Linked DNA regions of Zea mays: region 1 is linked to region 2. Evidence: chromatin contacts called from public Hi-C data. All regions are on one chromosome and are shown on one strand. Each heading gives the region's core, a stretch centred on a gene start, on an enhancer-like site or on the middle of the called end of the contact. The rest is flanking DNA. Distances are from core to core; before and after follow the strand shown. Region 1 holds the start of LOC100272719. Region 2 holds the start of LOC103627479 (SAUR11-auxin-responsive SAUR family member).

Region 1 (3,430 bases), core at 45-2,544, 170 kb before region 2:
GACGGCGAATCTGAGGCGGCGGCGGCTCAATCGAGGGCAGCGGCAGCTGAATGGTGGGGGAGAGAGGCAACCTAGGGTTGCCAGAGGAAGGATTATATGGGCTGGCTGGTGGGCTGGGCCTCCTACCCCTTCCTTCTCCTTTTTTCTTTTTCTTTTTTCTTTCTCTTCCTCCTCCATGAGGCTGTTTTGCTGATTCTCGGGTTGATAAGGCGTCGCCTTGCTCGCCTTAGGCATCGCCTAGGCGTCTAGGCGGTGGTCCGGCACCTTATCTCGCCTTACCGCCTTAAGAACCATGCCCTCCGCCTTTGACCGATGAGGACGGCGAGATCGCGTCCCGTTCCAGCAAAATCTCCTCTCCACCACGCGGTGCTTCCTTCTTTTCCGAAATAAAAAAACTCACAGCGAATGGTAGTTGGGGGAGTCCAACCGAGAGTCCGAGACGAACCAGCGTGGGCGGAGAAAATTGGAATTCTGCCATTATAAAACTTATTAGGATTCGCTCAAATGCCATTACGAGAACAAGCTTTGTCAATACGCCATTCTCAAACACTGACTTATACAAAATGCCATTTAGGGTTTATTTGAAAGATCAACGTCTTTTACTGTGCTGTCAGCAGTTGATCGGACAGGTTTACCCCCAACCAAAAAGGTCAGCAGCAGCACTGACTCCCCTACCCGCCCCACAAACCAAGGCTCTCCGCAGTCTGCACGGCGACGGTGGTGCAAGGGCGGCGGGCGCGCCGGGACGACGACGACGACCACGCCGCCATGACCACCACGGCCACCCGCCATCTGTCCATTGAAGCAATCAAAATCAGAACGGAAGAGCACACGTAATCACTTCCTCCCAGCGTAAATCTCAAATCAAAACAAAGCTCCGAAGAAAATAAGAACAAAGAAGAGGTCTTTCTCCCTCCTCACCTCCGTAAGCGTAGAGCGCAGGCATGTCTTCGAATTTCCCAAGACCGAAGGAACCCCTTCCCCTCCCAATCGAATCAAGACCAGAAGAACGAACAGGAGCACGGTCACCGCCGGATCTGGACCGCCGGAGAGGACCGGAAGCATTTACAGCCCGCCGAAGCAAGAAAAACAGGACCCTATCGCCGCCGGCGACAGGGGAAAAAAAGAAAGCGAAGGAAGGAGAAGGGGAACCTCTGTGGGGATAGTGGAGGAGACCGACCTGGGAGGAAAATAAAACGGCGAAGAGAAGGGAGCCGACCAACGCCGGTGAAGCTCGCCGTCGGTTTTGGCCCGCCAAGGGGAGATCTCGCCGTGGTGCTGCTGGTAACCTTTCTGTTCGTCCAGAGAGGAGATACGACTATACGAGCGAGCTCAGGAGACAGAGGATAAGAAAAGGAGAGAAGAGAATGGCGATTTTGTCCGATCAACTGCTAACAGCATAGTAAAAAATATTGATCTTTCAAATAACCCCTAAATAGTATTTTGTCTGTAAGCCAGTGTTTAAGAATGACGTATTAACGAAGCGTGTTACTATAATGGCATTTGTGCGAATCCTAAGTTTTATAATGGCATAATTCCAATTTTCTCGCGTGGGCAAGAAGGGAGAACTGATAAGGTAAGCCAGAGCTAAAGGTCCTTTGTCCGAGTCGGTTAGATGGTCTCAGTATCACGGGAAAATATCCTATGCAATCACTTATCCTGGTACAAGCATGCAATCAAGCGATCTGGTGCATCCGATCTAGATCTAATGGTAACTGTTATTTTACATTTAACCCCTTCCACCTGAAACCTAGTGTCTATTTTACATTTAACCACTTCCATATGAAACCGTTGGATCTAGACTGGATGCTCTGGATAGTTTGATTGCACGCTTGCACTAAAATGAGTGATTGCACAGGATACGTCCTCCAGTATCACTCCTCAAGTCTTGAGTTTATTCTCCGTGGGAGCGAATTTCAACCTGTGATTAAAAAAAATCTTCTTGTCTGTTCTATAGGTTGTCTTACCCGTAGGTCGAGTTTTTTTATAAGGTAGGCCAAAGCGGTTGAAGGTGCACACCGATTGTGAGCGGTGAGGGTGGCCGGTTTGACCGGTGGAGACGCGGGAGACAGGTGGGGCCCAAGAGCGCAGGATGGAAGGAGAGAGGCTACGTGTGTTGGCGTGCAGGCGGTGACCGGTGGGCGACGGCGACCATGATGTGGAGTAGAGATATCGAGTAGATACCGAGAATTTTCCATGTAGGGCTAGTTTGGAAACCACAAAATTGAAAGAACTTGGAGGGGTTAAAATTATCTTTTTATTCAATTTTAAATAAGAAGATTCTAGCCCATTCAATTCCCTTTGATTTTCTCGCTCCCAAACTATCCCTTAGGGTTAGAGTATGGGACAAGAATTGTCCCCATAGGTATAAATAGGAAACAAAATTCTCACTCATTGGATAAGCGGATATGGATTTAGGAAGCAATCATCCGAACCGGCTTAGCCATGGGTAATATTCACCCGATAAAATTAGGTGTGCGGTCTAATAGGTAATAAGCGCCACAACAAACCCAACCTCTTCCAATATTTTTAAGCATCCATTCACTCAACCTAGGCAACCAGCCACCGGCCGTTTCGGGCACCAGTCCGTGTGTCACTTTGTGTTTTGCTTTTTTATGGTTAAACAATGTTTTTTCGTGTTACTTGCCAGATTTATTAGTGATGTATTGTTGTTGATTGTCGTGCGACTGTTAATGTCATATCTCTATCTCTACTATTATAAAGCACAACTTTCGTGCACGCCCCTTCCCCATCATCGCCACGGACCCGCGCGTGATCTCCACCCGCCCCCACAATCGTCACCATTCGAGGCCCCCCACGAACCTCGCAAGTCGCAACAGATTCATGGCTGAAAAACCTCGTCCTCCCGCATGGCGCCAAGCTTCACCGCAAATGCAGACCCCACCTGTCCGCCGCCCTAGTAACCTCCAAGAGTTATGCAACTCGTGACCTCCGAAACAAACGTGTGCACCCCTCGCTCCTCTCACGCCGTCGACCTCCACAATTGTCGCTCGGCAACGCCGCAACCCACCCGCCTGTCGCCCCATCCGTCCGGCGTCCCCTACCAGCACGCTAACCACCTCCTGCCTGCAACGCCCGCCTCGCTCCAGCCCCCATATAACACGCCAACGTGACCTCTTCTTCGCCTTCACCTCCACCCCGCTAATCAATCATCATCCGCGACCTCACCAACTATGTCGACGCACTCGAGGTCGTGATCGCCACCGTGCACACCCCCTCACAACTCCATCGTCTTCTAGTAGCGGATAGGCGAGTCTCATGGAGAGGTGTCGGCAATCGTCGCTTAGAAGCTTAGCTAGTTAGGTTATTAGTAGATCTATAAGAGTTTGGTTGTGGAGTTAGCAACGACGCCAGATCAAATTGTCTTCCTCCGAGCCGATGATGTGTCCATCGGAGGCACCACTGGTTC
Region 2 (2,955 bases), core at 21-2,520:
ACTACAACTATCCATCCTCCTCGCATCCCATGCACATGCTCAATCCACACAAGCAAACGGCGCAAGAGGGCAAAAAGGAAAAGTCAAACTAACGAGAAGGAGAGAGAAAAAAAAATATAGAAGGATCGTCAGTCCCCATGGCCCATGGGAATCGATCGGGATCCTCCTGAGTCCTGAGGGCCGGCTGACCGGCTGAGGCCCGCCTGATCCTGATGGGCATGCACGTGTGTATGTATGTACACCGGCCACCGGGTGGCCACGTGCTGCTACCACCAGACAGAAGGCACCTTCTTCCCGGCGCCGCCGCCTCCGCCTGCGGCGGCCACGGCGGCGGCGCGCTCGAACCGCGAGGCCGCGCACGGGATGGTGATCCCGCCGGGGTGCTGGAAGCCGAACTCCTCCTCGGCCTCGCGCAGCAGCTCCCCGAAGAGCGGGTGGTTGAAGTACACCACGGGGACCACGTAGCGCATCGACTCGCCCCCGCCGCCCACGTACACGGCCACCTGCCCCTTGGGCGTGGTGGCCTCCGCGGCGGCGTCCTCCAGCAGCCGGTCCTTCCGTCCTCCTTCCCCGCGCCGGCGCAGGAGCCTCACCCGCTGCGCCAGCGACCGCCCCCACGTGAGCATCCGCGGGGAGCCAGCAGAGACGTCGTGCTTCTGCTGCTGCTGCTGCATCATCTTGATGCTCACCACTGCATGCGCCGCCATGGGGGACGGGGATTTGTTGGTGCCTCCTCCTCGTTGGCACGGCTGCAGGCGGAGGTACCCGCGGCCGCGGCGGCGCCGGCGGCGGCAGAGCGCCCAGCGCCAGACGCTGAGCAGCTTCCGGCCGAGCCGGAACCCTCCGTGGCGCCTCGTCAGCATGCCGCCGAACGAGAGCGCACACGCGCAAAGGTCTCTCGCTGTGCTTGGATAAACCGTAAGGAGGCGTGGAAGCAAGCAGCGACGTCCTAGCTAGTGGCTGGTGGCAAGGGAGCGCGACAGCGCGGGTTGTCTTATAGGAGCTGTGGCTGCTGTGCGTGTGGGATCGAGGGGGTGGATTTCGATCGTTTTGGCCGAGATTCCAGCGCGGTTTTGGGTGGAACATGGCCGGGCAATCAGGCTCGCTTGAGTTGGACGGTGTGACACACGGTGCACCGTACTATGTGGGACGGCTCAACCTTGTTCGGTTGGCTAAGCTTTATCATTTTTTTTTCTCGTCGACAGGGCCCCGGGCATATGCATGGCTCTCTTTTTCTCTCGTCATATAGATAGTAGAAGTGGAAGAAATCAATGCTAACGTGGTCCAATGAACACCTGCCAAATTTCTCAGGCATGCTAAACAAACGTCGGATGTCCCCAAATATGAAGAGTCCACATATGGCTCGTCCATTTGGAACAATCTCCTAGTAGAATATACACGAAAAGACGTGCAACCTGTAGCTAGCTAAGAAACCAGGCGAGTTGCGAACCTGAATGAAATATATATTTCCCAATGGGTGAAATTCGTTGGTCCCATCGAAAATATTGAGATGGCGCAAGCGCAGGACGCGGATCCGGTCCCACTTGAGTTGAGTGGACTACTTGACTTTACGGCTTCCTGTTGAAACGTCCTTCCTGGAAGAACCGTACTACGTACGTTGTGAAGCTGCAAGGAAATGACGAAACGGACAAGAGGCGACCGACTTACTACCAGTCCCGGGGACGCAACCAGGGGACAAAGCTACAAAAGCGTGGCACACCGTCCCACAAAACCGAGCGTGGATCACGCGAGACGAAAACGCAAACAGGTCCGGTCGGCCCGGCTGAAAGCCACTCACCGGGGACGACGCTCGGTGGTGTGGCATCCGATCCCTGCTTGTGCTTGCCACTTCGCCACTGATCGACATGGAGATCAGACCCCAACATCGCGGCCGTGTCCGCCGCGTTTCGTCCACGGCTGACAGGAAGATTCGTCAGCTCGGATTCGGCTTCCATTCGTCGAGACTGACTCTGACTGTCCTGTCCTTTGTTTTTGTTGACACCTTTTTGGAGGCGCCAATCACTCAAAAGAACCGTGGCGGTGCTCTCTAGTCAGACGCGGACGGTCCGCGGCACAAGACCGGACGGTCCGCAACCTAGCGCAGGGGCTAGGGTTCCCTGCCTGACGACCGGACGGTCCGTGCCTTAGGGCCGGACGGTCCGCGCGTGCGCAAGGGCGGCGGAGGATCGTCGGCGACGCCTGGATCTCGCTCCCGGGAGAGACCCCGTCGGGAAGGAGAGATCCGAGGATTTGTCTAGGCTCAGGCAGGCTGACCTAGACTCCTCTAATCGACGTAGAGTCGAAGAGAAGCGGAGAATTTGGGGACCGAGAGGCTAAACTAGAACTACTCCTAATTGTACAGGAAATAAATGCGAAATAGAAGTTGTATTGATTCGATTGATTGTTACAAATCGGCCGTATACCTCTCTATTTATAGAGGAGGGGGGCTGGACCCTTTACAAACTAATTTCCGAGCTTTTCCCGTGATTTTAGCTAACAACCGTAGCACAAAACTCAGGGACTGTCCGGACCGCGGACCGTCCGGCCTCAGGGCCGGACCGTCCGCAAGGCTCAATTTGGTTCCAAATATATGCCCCCCTGCCTTTTGGTAGAGCTGAGCGAACCAAAAGCAACTAACTTGATATGATCACATCAGTTTTCTTAGGCATCTTGACACTTACTAGGATGACACGCAGTGGCCTTAGTCCCGATGGTTGACTCAACGGACTTGACCCCTTTAGCTTTAATCGAACTATTAGTCCCAATACCGCCGAGCGCCATACTGGTCCTAATTTTCTAAGTGTTCTGGTGTAGCTTTGTAGTCGACCAGGTCTTCTCCTTGCAGGTCGTCTTCCTCCATGAGTGTTGGTACGTCATTGCAGGTGTCATGGTGTATTGGGGATGAGTCGGCCTCAGGGGTCGGACGGTCCGCGCCCTGTACGGTTGGTCCGGTCT

What was found. A called contact is a pair of places that touch in the nucleus more often than the background predicts.
Region 1: a contact with region 2 is called in a Hi-C map of leaf, with 5 times the contacts expected there. The contact joins the promoter of LOC100272719 here to the promoter of LOC103627479 in region 2. A contact is called at or near these places in 4 of 25 Hi-C or Micro-C datasets (ear, endosperm, leaf and 1 more).

What each region holds. Positions count from the first base shown.
Region 1 is chr5:193,850,400-193,853,829 of Zm-B73-REFERENCE-NAM-5.0, reverse strand. It overlaps LOC100272719, which reads right to left and starts at 1,294. Exons shown (of 4, transcript NM_001147172.1): 1 at 1,181-1,294; 2 at 922-1,037.
Region 2 is chr5:193,684,241-193,687,195 of Zm-B73-REFERENCE-NAM-5.0, reverse strand. It overlaps LOC103627479 (SAUR11-auxin-responsive SAUR family member), which reads right to left and starts at 1,270. Exons shown (of 1, transcript XM_008647776.3): 1 at 1-1,270. The coding sequence starts at 863. The coding sequence ends at 267.